2 separate regions of the Mus musculus genome follow, and region 2 is linked to region 1. A link is a contact called in public Micro-C data. All regions are on one chromosome and are shown on one strand. The core of a region is the stretch at or near the end of the contact, and the rest is flanking DNA. Distances in the headings are between cores, read along the strand shown.

Evidence for each region. Hi-C and Micro-C count contacts between places; a contact is called where the count stands out from the background.
Region 2: a Micro-C map of embryonic stem cells shows a contact between it and region 1, with 4 times the contacts expected there. The contact joins the promoter of Bnc2 here to the promoter of Ccdc171 in region 1. A contact is called at or near these places in 1 of 39 promoter capture datasets (embryonic stem cells), 2 of 484 Hi-C or Micro-C datasets (both in embryonic stem cells) and 1 of 115 datasets of contacts at active chromatin or transcription factors (embryonic stem cells).

What each region holds. Positions count from the first base shown.
Region 1 is chr4:83,521,987-83,528,374 of GRCm38.p6, forward strand. It overlaps Ccdc171 (coiled-coil domain containing 171), which reads left to right and starts at 3,559. Exons shown (of 26, transcript NM_001355378.1): 1 at 3,559-3,784. Gm25899 (a small nuclear RNA gene) reads right to left here and starts at 5,782; the gene lies at 5,642-5,782.
Region 2 is chr4:84,672,089-84,678,476 of GRCm38.p6, forward strand. Bnc2 (basonuclin 2) reads right to left here and starts at 3,315. Exons shown (of 7, transcript NM_001369083.1): 1 at 2,887-3,315. The coding sequence starts at 2,889.

The DNA of each region.
Region 1 (6,388 bases), core at 2,309-4,808:
ATGTTTTCTATTGCCAGTATGAATGAGAAGGAAGCTCTACTGTAGACCTGGAGGAAGCATTGCTGGAAAGGCAACATTTATTGCTGGAAGCTGATAAATGGCCTTTGATTGACACAGGAGAAGTTTGAGTGTTATCCTGTAAGCAACGTGGTGACAGCCAGAATTAATCAAGACAGCTACACAGTCAAGAGCTATGCTTCATAAAGGAAATTTCTGTTAGAGCATATGGAGGGAACAAAGAGCCAGAGCCACCCAGAGCAACAATTATGCCAAAGCTTTTCCTTTCTAAGACCTGATACCAAACACCATCCTAACGAAGCACCTGGTGCCCGAGGTTACAGAGGGGTCACGGGGAGTGAACGGGGCTTAGCCCTGGGGCTCACACAGGGAAATCTGCTTGACAGGGCAGAACCATGCATGTGCCTCTAGGCCTCCTTTTGATTTTTTCCCTATTTTTCCATCCTTAAATCTTATAGTTGTCAATTTAAAAATGCCCTGAGTGTTAATTGCTAAGTGCACAGGACAAGGGAATGAATGACTGATTACAAGTGTTTGGGTAGGAAGAAACAGGCACCAGACCCAGCTTTCAGCAGCAGGCACAGAGAGAAGACAGAAGGCAGAGAGGAAGACAGAATTTTTGAATGTAGGATCTGAGATCTTGAAGAAAAAGAAAAAAAGATAATTCTGTATGTCTTTTTTTTTTCCTGTTTGTTTTTTTGTTTTTGCCTGAGAGTTTAAGCTTTATGAACAGGCAGAGGAGTAGTTTGGGCAATTCATGATAAACTGAGAAAGTTAAGTTTTAGATATTTTGATGTCAATACTACCAGCTAAGAATGGCATTGTGGCACAAGCCTGTAAGCCAGGCACTGGGATGCTAAGGCACGATGATCACCAGGCCAGCTCGGGCTGTGTAGCAAGACCCTGCCTAAAACAGGGACAGAAACAAACCTCAGGACCACCACTATTACCACAGCACAACACTGTGGGGCAGTAAAGCAGAACTGTTGAAATAAGAACTAAAAATTCAAACTCAGATATAAACAATCAAAGTTCAGGATCTTAGCATTCACTTCCACAGGGCCAAATAAGCTTGTCAGGTACCAAGTGAAGGCTGAGGGCACTTTACTGGCAGTAAGATGGTGAGAGGCGAGAAAGTATTTATTTATTTATTTATTTATTTATTTTTTGGTTTCTTGAGACAGGGTTTCTCTGCATAGCCCTGGCTGTCCTGGAACTCACTTTGTAGACCAGGCTGGCCTCGAACTCAGAAATCCGCCTGCCTCTGCCTCCCGAGTGCTGGGATTAAAGGCGTGTGCCACCACGCCGGGCCTGAGAAAGTATTTATTGATCCTCATAAATGTGGGAGAGAAATCTGAGGCGGCTCAGAAAACCAAGGGGTCTTGGATTTGGTGATGATGTCTTTATTGAGGTTGTAAGCTTCTTTGAGGGAGTGGTGGGGTTGGATCTACTTGTCTCTCCGATGGGCTGGGAGAAAGGAGGGGGCTGAGGTGACCAGGAAAGACAACCAGAAGTGGGTTAGAGAGCGTCTCACTATAGATAGCCTTTACCCAAACAGGGGACCAAGGAAAACGAACCTGTAACCACCAGGGAAAAAGAGAAACCCTCTAAGGACTCCGAGGTGATCGGATTTATTGTGTAATTACTATAATTTTCATTAGCCTTGTTGCTAATATGACCTGAAAGGCTCTCTGTGATCTGAGCTGAGCATATTTCTCTAGCAGATCTTTCATATTTTTCTCCCCTGCACCCAAAGTTTCTATTTTGTCAAAAGTCTCATGCTTTTTTTTTCCTGTCCCAATTCGTTGTTACTTTGGTGAATCTATTACTCTACTTTCTTACACTAGACTTTACATGCTCCACAAATCGCTTCCCTGTACTCAAGGTTGACGAGCAGATCTTTTCTCTGATCCCTGTGGCATTTGTACTTTATAGCTGGTATTTTTATTACCTAGCTCCATGCTGGGCACATGTGCTGTACTCTACGCATGCTAAAGACAGAGTAAATGAACTTTGTAAGGATTCATGTCAAGCAGCTTTTCTTTAAAAAGTGTACAATGTAATAGATCAGTTATGTTTGCAATGTAACACTCCCTTCTGTGATGTTCCTAAAACACGATGAGCTGATGTGTGTGTGTGGCCCATGATTTGTAACCCCAGTGTTCCGGAGGCTATGGCAGGGGATCCAGAATTTGGGGCCTGATTGGGCTACATAGGGAATTAAAAAACCCCACCCAGACAAAACCAAGAAAGCAAAACAACAACAAAATCACTTCCCTCCAAACAAAAATCTTTCAAATAACAAAACTAAGCCGTATACAATTTAAAAAAAAACTCTCATCTTCCAGGACTGTCAGGCCACACAGAGAAACCCATGGTGGTGGTGAATGTAATCTTATTTATTGTAATTCTCCATTTGATTCCTAAGTAGAGAGGGCTACTTTTGTTTCCTTCAGTTTGTTTTCGAAGCAGTTATCTCTTCTGGCTAAAGCCTTAAGAAGCAAGGAAAACCTTTTAAAAACCAAACAACTGACCTCAAACCAATTAAAGTTTCTCAGCAGTGCAAGAACCAAAGTTTTAATCTATTTGCTCTTAGGACTGTTAACTTTCCAGAGCGAGAGCAGGCGAGAACCCCAACACCTGGTTCAGGCTGATTACAACCAACCCCGGACAAGTTTAGCATAAAAGGCTCATTTTGTATGAACACTTGTGGAAAGAAGGTAGTGGCGGCAGGGATAAAAACCTTTCATCAAAATCCTGCCATTTCGCATTGTTCTTTAGGGAATAGGCTTTCAAAAGCCAAGGAACAAAAGAGGATTTGCTTTTCCAATCCTCTGAAGCGGCTACAGGGCGAACCAAAGCTCTTTATAAATTGTGGGCGAGGAGGGGGAGGGGCTGAAATCTAGCAGAGATGGAGCTCAAGGCGAGGCTCCAAGGCCTTATTTGCCAATGAATCCGGTTCTGCATTATTTGTAATCAAAGACGCTCAGCAGCATCAGAGCACCGACCTACATTCTATCCACCCAAGCCAAAATACAAAAGAAATCGATGGGAGGAGGAGACTGCAGGAGGAGGGCGCTGAGAGTCTGCCACCTGTGCCGAAGCCCAGGCACTCTCCCTGGGGACCCTGGCATCGGCCGCGGTCCTAGCGGGTTTCTCGGGCCGAGAGCCAGCTAAGAAGACGTTTACAGAGCAGGAACAGGCTGCTGCCCTTTTCCGAGGCTGGAAATGTGCACGCCACTCGGTTGCGGGAGTTCTGAAACAAGGAGAAGGCACAGCATGCCGGCGCTGGAGCGCGCATGGGGTGGAACGCGGCCCCGAGCCACCCGTGTGCTTTGCGCACGCGTACCCCACCCCTGGCGCATGCGCAATATACCCCGCCTGCCGCGGGAGCGCGCGCGGTTGCGGGCCGGCGCTTCTCTTCCAGCGCGAGCCCGCGTTCTCTGAGTACGCGCGTATCCTGGAGCTGGGGCTCGGGCGGCGGGCGGGACGCTGGGGACGCGGAGGCGAGGGGCGGGCCTGCCGGGGCGGGGCCAGGGAGGCGGAGAAAGTCGCGGCTGCCCAGAGCCTCGTCGCGTGTTCCGGGCCCCCGGAAGTGGCCGTTGTAAACTTCACCTCGTAGACTTTCTCCATCCTGGCCCTAGAGTCCATCGGCTTTCCCCAGTTGTCACTCTTTCTCCTGAGAGTTGCCTGACCTCCCACTCACCCCGAGACCTGAAGCTGCCTGGGGGTCGTGGGTGTGCAGGCTGGACCACGCGAGTCCGAGGTAACTGCGGGCTGTGGGTGCAATGGTGACTGGCGCCCGGGACCGGGAGGTGCTGAGAGGAGACTGGGCTTGCAGAGAGGACCCGGCTGAGGGCTGCTAGCTGGTGCTGACACGCCTCCAGCTCAGCCTCCAGCCTCCAGCCTCCAGCTCAATGGCCAGGGCTCTCCGCCCACCTTGAGGAAGCCGAGCATCTTCGCTGTACTCCGAGGACCGGTGGGGACTAGAGTCCTCGGAGCTCTTTGGGATCAGTACCCAAGGATCACTTTTTTTTTTTTCGTGTTTTACCTTCATTTTATTTAAATGCCTACCACACTTTAGGCACCCTACAAACGTTTGATAAGCAAAACAATGAGTTATGCAACTTCTGCCTACCACCCACCTTGGGACTTAGAAAAGTCAGCTGTGAGTTTAAAGCTGAATTTTGCGTACAAGCACACACCCCCCCCCCTTTGACTTTTTAATCATTTACGATATTCATATTAATCAAATACATAACTTAGAGACGATATCAAACAGCTTCTAAGATTTTGCACGTTGATGTTTTATACTTTTCCTAGTATTGGAGAAATGAAACTACCGTTTTGTTATTTGTATTTATCAGTGCTTAGTAACGACCAAACTGTGATAGAGCCGGAAATGCAATCCTTTCCAGTTAAAGGCAGAGGAATGCAGGCAGTGCAGCGGGATTCTAGGGAAAGTGAAGGCGGCTGTTTTAGCTTGGAGCTTGTGTGTAAATCCTGGCTCAGCCATTTATTAGCTGTGACAGGCAAATCACCTGTCGCCTGGACCTTAGGTTCTTTATGTCAAATAAGCAGAGTGGGCTTAGTCTTTCAGGCTCCGTTTACTTTTTGTTTGTTTGAGTTTCTTTGTCTTAGGCGTGTTTTATGGACAGAATCACACATCTCCTTCACCTCTCTTCTTTTTTCAGAGATGGGATGAAAGGTGGTTGAGACTGAACAAGAATCATGGGCACAAAAGTGTTCTGCTATTTGAGCTGCACTCAGCTCTGAAGTGCCCCCTTGCCAAATGAACCGTGTAACTGCTGATAGTCCCACACAGGTGTCACGACTAATGAATGCAAAGCTGCATAGACAAAAAAAAAAAAAAAAAAAAAGTGGATTTAGTGTTAGGGAATCAAGCCCTTTCCTCTCGATGAGTAAAGAAAAAAAAAAATAGCATTTGGTTAGACACCCAAACTGAGAAGGTAGTGGAAGTGCTGTGACACAGGTTGCATTCCTTTCATCTTTAAACAAGAGCGGAAAGGGTCGAGGGGCTGACTTAAATAGTTGATGAAACCTGATGCTTGTTGGTGAGTTGGTGTTCATCAGTTTAAAGGGGCGGGGGTGGGGTGGGGGTGGGCAGGAGAAGCTAGGCTGTGCGCCCAGAGAGGCATAGGCGGTTCCAGATAAGCATGTTTTCTTGGTACAGAATCATTAGAAGTCATCAAGATGTGAGTATGACTTTTAATTCTTGTAGTGAGTATCTTGGTACAAATCATTCAATCTCTGGGAAACCCAGTTTTCCCGTCTGTGAAATGGGCAAATAGTCTCTGGAGATTAAGGGATGGATGGTGGGATCAAGCATGCGTAGTTAGTTGCGTGTGTGGCACATAGTAAGTGTTCCATACTGGGCCCTGACTCTTCATCCAGCCCCTTTCTCTCTGAGCTGTGTGACTGAGAGGTGAGCATGCGGCGAAGGGACAGAAGAGGGCTTGAAGGGTAGGAAAACTCGTGCTAAGATGGCCAATGAGTCGGAAAAGGCTGGGGTGATGCACCCACTTTGCTTTTGCAAAATGTGGGGTAAAATTTGTTCTTTAAGGAAAGTTTTTTTTTTTCCTTTTTTTTCCTTTTTATTCAGTCTCAGTAGAGACTGTCAAAAATTGCCAATGCCGACTTTATTTCAAGTCATCATGGCAGGGTATTGGGAAAAGTTTTCAATTAGCAATAATTGCGCCTCGGATAAACCTCATGGACTACAATACAGCCAATTCGCAAAGCTAAGGAAAGTTTTCTTCAAGTGTGGTTTAATTATTTAATTATTTATTTATTTATTTTTTACCTTGCTTGAGTTGTCTGTCTTTTTTATGGTTCTGGGAAAAGAACTTGGATATTTCCCTATTCAGGGACTTGTATTATCCCTAACTGCTTCTTCTCTTCTCTTCTCTTCTCTTCTCTTCTCTTCTCTTCTTCTCTCTTCTTTTTTTTCTTCCTCTTTTTCTTTCACTTTATTTCTAAATGATTATTCTTCCTTTCTTTCATATTCATTTTTATTCTGTGTACATGAGTGTTTTGCCTACATGTATGTCTGTACACCATGTGTATGCAGTGCAGTACCCTCATAGGCCAGAAGAGGGCTTTTGATCTCTGGAACTGGATTTACAGCTAGATGGTTGTAAGCTGCCATGTGGGTGCTGGGAATTAAACAGGTTTCTCTGGAAGCAGCCAGTACCTCTTAATGGCTGAACCATCTCTCCAGCCTCCTCTTTTTTTTAAAAAAATATAATTTTACTTATTATGTGTGAGTGTATGTACATATATGGTGGTGAGCAAGCCTCTGCTACTGAGTGCATATGTAGATCAGATGTCAGCTTTGTGGAGTTGGGTT
Region 2 (6,388 bases), core at 2,065-4,564, 1.1 Mb after region 1:
CCAGGAACAACAAAAAGACTAGCTCTCTCTCCTCTCCCACCCCCAACCCCCCCCCCTCTTTTTTTTTTTTTTTTTTTTTTGCCAGTGTCCAATTTCTTCTTTTCTGAACAGCTGTATTATCCAACTTAAGTTGCTCTGCTAATTTCAGTCCCTCAAGGACTAACTTGGAAGGCAAAAAAATACAAGAAAAGATCAATTTGCTGGGAAAGATCAAATGAGAAAACTGTGGGGACAGCACCAGGTCAGCGCGTGGAGAACTAAGCAGACCTGTTCTTCATTAACTGCAGCTCTCTGGGGACGTCACACACTACCTGTCCGTGGGCTTTATTGAACCGTCTAACCCGCCTCTCTGTTCCATTCTTCTGGGCCCAAGTGAATCATATCCTGCTGCTGACAAGTTAGCAGGGGACTGCGGCTGCAACATGAAAGTACTTTTCTTTCTTGTCTAAATCAGGCAGATTTTTGAAAAGACGACACAGCATTGACTCGTGACATGGCAAGATGAAACGAGAGGTCTGGGCCGGTCTTGGAGCTTCGCAGATAAAAGTAATCAAACGACAGTCGTGGAATGCAAATTGGCATTCTTGACTGCAGCAATTGCACAACCATGAAACATCCCTGACAGCAAGCAAGATTAGGACAAAATGTTATGTAAAGCACTGAACTCAGAAACTCTCACTTGAAAATTCAAACTGTAACACTTACATTTTAATATAGCAACAGTCAGCCCTGCTTTTGTCTGCTCCTTTCTGTAATCACATATTCCTGCCTGACAGATAACTTACGTCTCAGGCAGAAAAGGAAGAATCAGGTATTAGCAATGCACTATTGCTATTAATATTTCCTCAATATTTTCAAAAATCACATGAGGTTAGTTTTTACCCAAAGTTTTTACATGCAAACCCAACTGAATATTCTCAGTGGATGGGGGGGGGGGTGTCAGGGCATTTCAGACATGCCTCCAGAAAGATCTTCTATACAAAGTTCAGATTCAGGTTTGCTAGTCCTTCCCTCAGGTGAAGATATTCCTATGCTTTGGTAAAGTAATTAGCAATCTGGATTTTAAATCCACTGCTCTCTGGGAACAGAAAGAGTACCTACAACTCAGAACTTCATTAAAACTGAACAAGTTTAAAGGAAACGGCTACAAATATCATATAAAGTACAGAGCCTTTAAGGGCTCACAAAGGATTCTCGTGTGCATGATTCCAAAGAGTAAAAGGAAGTTCTCTCAAACTTAGACAAGGATTGGTACTAGAGGAAAACTTCCGAGCAGAAATACTTAGTGTCAGAAATAAAGTCCACCTAAAGCATGTGTGTCTGGGCATGAAACCACCTAAACAGGCAGAATACAAAACAGCGGGAGACAAATGGACTCAGCCACCGCTCAGTGATTAGTATATGGGAATAGATCTGTAGACAAATAGTAATACTAGCCAGGGGAAGAAAAGGCGTGCAACTGGCTTTAATAATGTTCTGTAAAATGCCGTTACAAGAAACTCTCCAGCTCTAAGGAGATATATTTCATACTTTGTTTTGATCCCTCCATTAACACAGGATCCAACAACTACAAATGTTCACGAAGTACATAAAAATTAATAAAACAGGCCACTTTCTGCCACTTTAATCCTGGATACACAGGATTATTTTATGATGTCTTTTGTACATCAGTTTTACAACAGCTTGACTCTAGGGTAAATGGGAAGCATCATAAATCGCACGCTGCTTTCAAAACCTCTTTAATTTCTGTCAGCATTACTGTAACCGCAGTCCTGGGTGCATTTTGTATGTGTGTATGTCTGCATTTGACAGTACCATCTCCTACATTCCAGTTGTGACTTTGATCTCTGAAACAAGAGATGTCACATCAGGGGGAAGGGAAGAGGAAAAAAAAATGTCAACCTGCTATCACCCCGTTTCTTATACATCCCATGTACATAGGGCCCACTTTGTATCAGAGCCCCCAAGTGGGGCTAACAACAGCGACACTGGGTGGTAGGGAACTCCAAGAAAAAAAGAGTGGTCAAGCCCCATTTCTAACAAATGACTTCCCGAAAGCAGACAGTGAGGCTCATCACTGGGTGAACTAATTGCCTGCTTCCTCGCTGCAGAGAAGCCGTCCCTTCCAGGGACTGGGCTGGAGTCCCCCTGCGCTGTGCCATCCCTTTTCCACCACCACTTGGCACTTACAAGTTTTGTTTTGTTTTAATCTTCGCCTCATCCCACGGGAGATTCCGTCTAGTTTTGTCCTGAGCTCCACCACTACTGTATATATATATATATGTTTTTAAATTCTGCCCCCCTTTCAGGTCTCAAATCCCACCGTCCAGTCGGCGTGTAAGCGCAGTGGGCCGGCTGCTTCAGAACCGCACTTCGGGAAAGCACACACGTGTCTGTCTAGCGGGATTTGACTGGCCGCGTCCGCGTCCTCCGCAGCCGCGCGGGCATCGCTGCGGTCCCCACGCGGGCCGCGGGCCGCGCCCCGGCACCCATGCCCAGCCGCCGCTCAGGGCTCTCAACAGGCCGGCAAGTTGGGAAAGTTGCCGCGGGTCCCGGCAGCCCCGTGCATCCCGGGTCCCCGTGTCCCGCGCCCTCCCCGAGGGCTCCCCGGTCCCCAGAGTCCCCGACTGGCCGCCGCTCACCTAAGGCGCGGGGAGCCCTCGCTCCCGTCCGCCTGCCCGCCCGCTCGCCCTCCCGCAGCCGCCTCGAGAACTTGGGGCCAAGTTGGGGGAGTGGGGGGTGGATTTCGGGAGCGCCGCCGGCTGCCCGCCTCCTCACGCCGCGGCGCTAGAGGAGAACGCGGCCCGCCGCGGCCCCGGGGCGTCCCGCCCGGGTCTGTCCCTACCAAGTGCAGACGCAAGCGGAGAGGAGGTGGAAACTTCTTACCATCTCGGCATGCTGGTTGTCAAGTGCAGCCCCCGCCTCTTGGTCTCCTCTTAGCGGCCGCGCCTGGACCAGCCCCTCGGCCGCCTCAGCTCGCCGCTCGGCCTGCTCCCTCCCCCGCCCGGCCGCTCCGGGCCGCGCTCGCCGCCCGCGCCACTCCCCACCCGCCCGCGCGCGCCCTCGCCGCGGCCCCTCGGCGCTCAGGTGACTGATTTACACCCGCGCCCAGGGTCGCGCTCGCTCCCTCGAGCCGGCGCTCCGAGTTGTCCCGCTCCTCCCCGGGCAGAGGGAGAAAAGAAAAAAAGGGAACGGACTGTCCGGGAGGGGGGCTGCTGGCGAGGCGGGGTGCGCGCGGCGGCGCGGGGGGGACCGGTGGCCGCGCCGGCACAAGTTTCTGCTCCCGGCGCAACTGTCCGGACTAGGGTGTTCGCCGCCTGTTTTGTTGTTGTCCTCAAGCTTTTCTAGGGGCTTCGGGGAGGATGTCTAGCCCTCCCCCACCCCCACCTCGCTAGACACACACCCCCTCTTCCGTGGATGGAAAAACAACTTTGGCGCCCCCCGGGGGGTGCGGGCGTGGAAGTGGAGGTGGCGGCCAGCGCCCAGCTGTCAACAAGGGGGAAAAATGCGAGGAGCCGGGAGGGGAGAGGGAAGGCTGCGAGCCGCCGCCGAGCACCGGGCGCGAACTTTATTCCGACTGCGGCGCAGCGCCTCCGCTCCGGGCTTCTCCCACTCTCGGTCTGCTCGGCCCGGCTCTGGTCTGCCTTGGGCGGCGCCGGAGTGAAGGCAGGGGAAGCCCGGGGACCGTGACGCGCCCGGGGACCCGGGGCAGAAAGTTGCGCACAGCTAGGGGCGAAAAGTTTCTGGGAGCGGCGGCTTTGGTGCCGGCCCAGACGGCGGCTTGCGGCCAGGGCTTCCTTCCCCTTCTAGGTCTGGGCCTGGAGCTGCAGCTGGCGGGGGAGAGGAAGGAGACTGCCACCCTAGCGGGCGCCCGCGACGGACACCAGTCACACGTGTGGGGTGACACTCAGACGACCCGAGTTGCCCTGCTTTAAGACACGGGTTGCCGGCGGCAGGCTCGGCACGCAGCCGCCAGCGGTTGAAGGACACTTCTTAAATGGAAGCAAAACACAGTCGGGCTGCAAGATTCGGGGGGGAGGGGGGAGACTTAATCATCCTCATCTTTCTAATGTACACCGTGTGCCAAAACCGTCTCCGCCTCGTGCAGATTTATCATCGCTAGAGCAAACTTTTTGCTTATCTGTCTCGGGAGGAAAGCACAGGTTTCTAGCACACTCTTGAGCTCTAAGAAATCAGAGAATCCTGCGGAAGATTTGGTTGGCTGAAAACAGGTTTGATTACTGTTTCTTCCTGAAAAGAGTAACTCGTCCCTCCTTCCATTCTCTCTTTCCCCAAGCAGAGGGAGAAGCCTCATAATTTCATTCAGAGGTCAGAATTAAATTCCTCCGAAAATATGTAGACTTGGAATTTAGGACACACTCACACACATACACACACCGTCATAAGTTTAATGTATATTCACAATGGTTAAGCTTAATTTTTTTTTCAGGATCCATGGCTGACTAGATCCCAAGTAGCAACAGCTGGCCTGAGAATGTGAGTTAGCTTATCCACGTGGATCCAGCCTTTTTTTTTTTTTCTTTTTTTTTTAAACATTAGGGCCACCAGCACCTGCAGTTCCTTGTACTAGTTGGGTTCAAATTCCTGACTCCTCCTAGGCCCATGCAAAGCAGATTGGTAGTCACTTCAGAATCTGTCGATTCTATGCAGGAAACACTATAGACTTTAGGCACATGTTTATCTCTTAAATTTTCTAATGAGTGACAGTTGCTGTGGGACAAATTACGGGTTAGGTATCTAACCGTTATCCAATATGTTTAAATGCATGTTATCAAAGTAGGCTCATCGTCAAATGATTTGATTAAGGTGTGGAGCATATTCTCTTGTTCTCTAAGCAGAACTATGACGTCATTCTGTAGCAACTGATTACCCGAGAGATAATGGTGACCAAATGTTCATTCTGAGGTCCTAGGAGCCTCACAAGCAGCTTCCAGAAAGAAGCCAAGTTTCAGTGTGTTTCCCTGCATCACGAAAAGATTGGGAAAAGCTAGCAGCTAATTTCAGAGTCATTACCCACACAAACCCATTCATACACTTAACTGCTTTTAAGTGACAGTCCAGCAAGTTGCCAAACAGTTGTATCCACACAGTGTGTTTCTGGCTGCACACCTACATGTGCCACGCTACTTTTTTTTTCTACATCAAGCAACCTGTAATTTACATTCCTCTGATTGGTTCCAGAACTGACTGTTCTTGATGTTAGCATGCAGTCACTCTACCTGAGGTCAGATGTATCTAGCGAAGTCCCCCTGCCTTTCTAAACAGTCATTACAAAGATGGAGTCTGGGCTGGACTGAAGAGCAGCCTTTAAGAAGGTGGCAGAATTGGCAGAAGCCATAGTCTTGTCTCCAGTGACTTTGACAACTGGCTCAAGATCTTACTTAGGTCAGTGGTCCTCAACCTGTGGGTCTTGAACCCTATGGACTACCAGAAAACACAGATATTTACATTACAATTCATAATGGTAGCAAAATTACAAGTATGAAGTAGCAACAAAAATAAATTTGTAGTTGGGGGTCACCACACCACCAGGCACTGTGTTAGAGGGCTGAAGCATTAGGAAGGAGGAGGGCCAGAGCCTTGGGTCCTCTGTGTCCTGCAATATCCTAATGCTTTGCAGCTACCTGACTCAGTGCCCCATCCAGCTGTTCAATCTTCTGTTGGACTCCACTCTCTTTGGCTCTAATTTGCTCATCTGCTTTCTAGGCTTAGACCTTGGTGGCTCTTCTCTTTGCTTAAACTCTTACCCTGTCCAGAGTCCCTTTCTTCCCACTTTCACCTTATCTCCAACTTTACTCCTGAAGAGTCAAAGAAGATAGCTCTTCGTTTACTCTGCAAAATCCTCCTTGCCCCATCCGTTCTACCTCTCCTTTTGTCTTTTGTGTGCTTGTCTTCGTGTAAGCTGTGTTTTGTTTTTGCTTATATGCTTACTACTTTTCAGCTAAAGAATAAGCTTAGTCAGGGCAAAGGATGGGTCTAGGAATGTCAGAAGCATTATCACCATTGTGTCAAAGTGCTATAGGAATACGGCAAAACAGTCCATTCTTTGAAAGGAGACAGGAGACACTATTGTACCCAGGTATCCGCTGGGTGCGTACTGGGGACATCCAACAGTCCCCAAGGCCCTCCTAGAAGGGCCATGAGGACAAAACTATTTTTTGTTTGTTTGTTTGTTTGTTTTTTGTTATTTTAAGACAGGGTTTCTCTGTGTAGCCCTGGCTGTCCTGGAACTCACTTTGTAGACCAGGCTGGCCTTGAACTCAGAAATCTGCCTGCCTCTGCCTCCCGAGTGCTGGGATCAAAGGCGTGCGCCACTATGCCCGGCGACAAAACTATTTTTTATTTGTGTAATATGAAATTGTATACA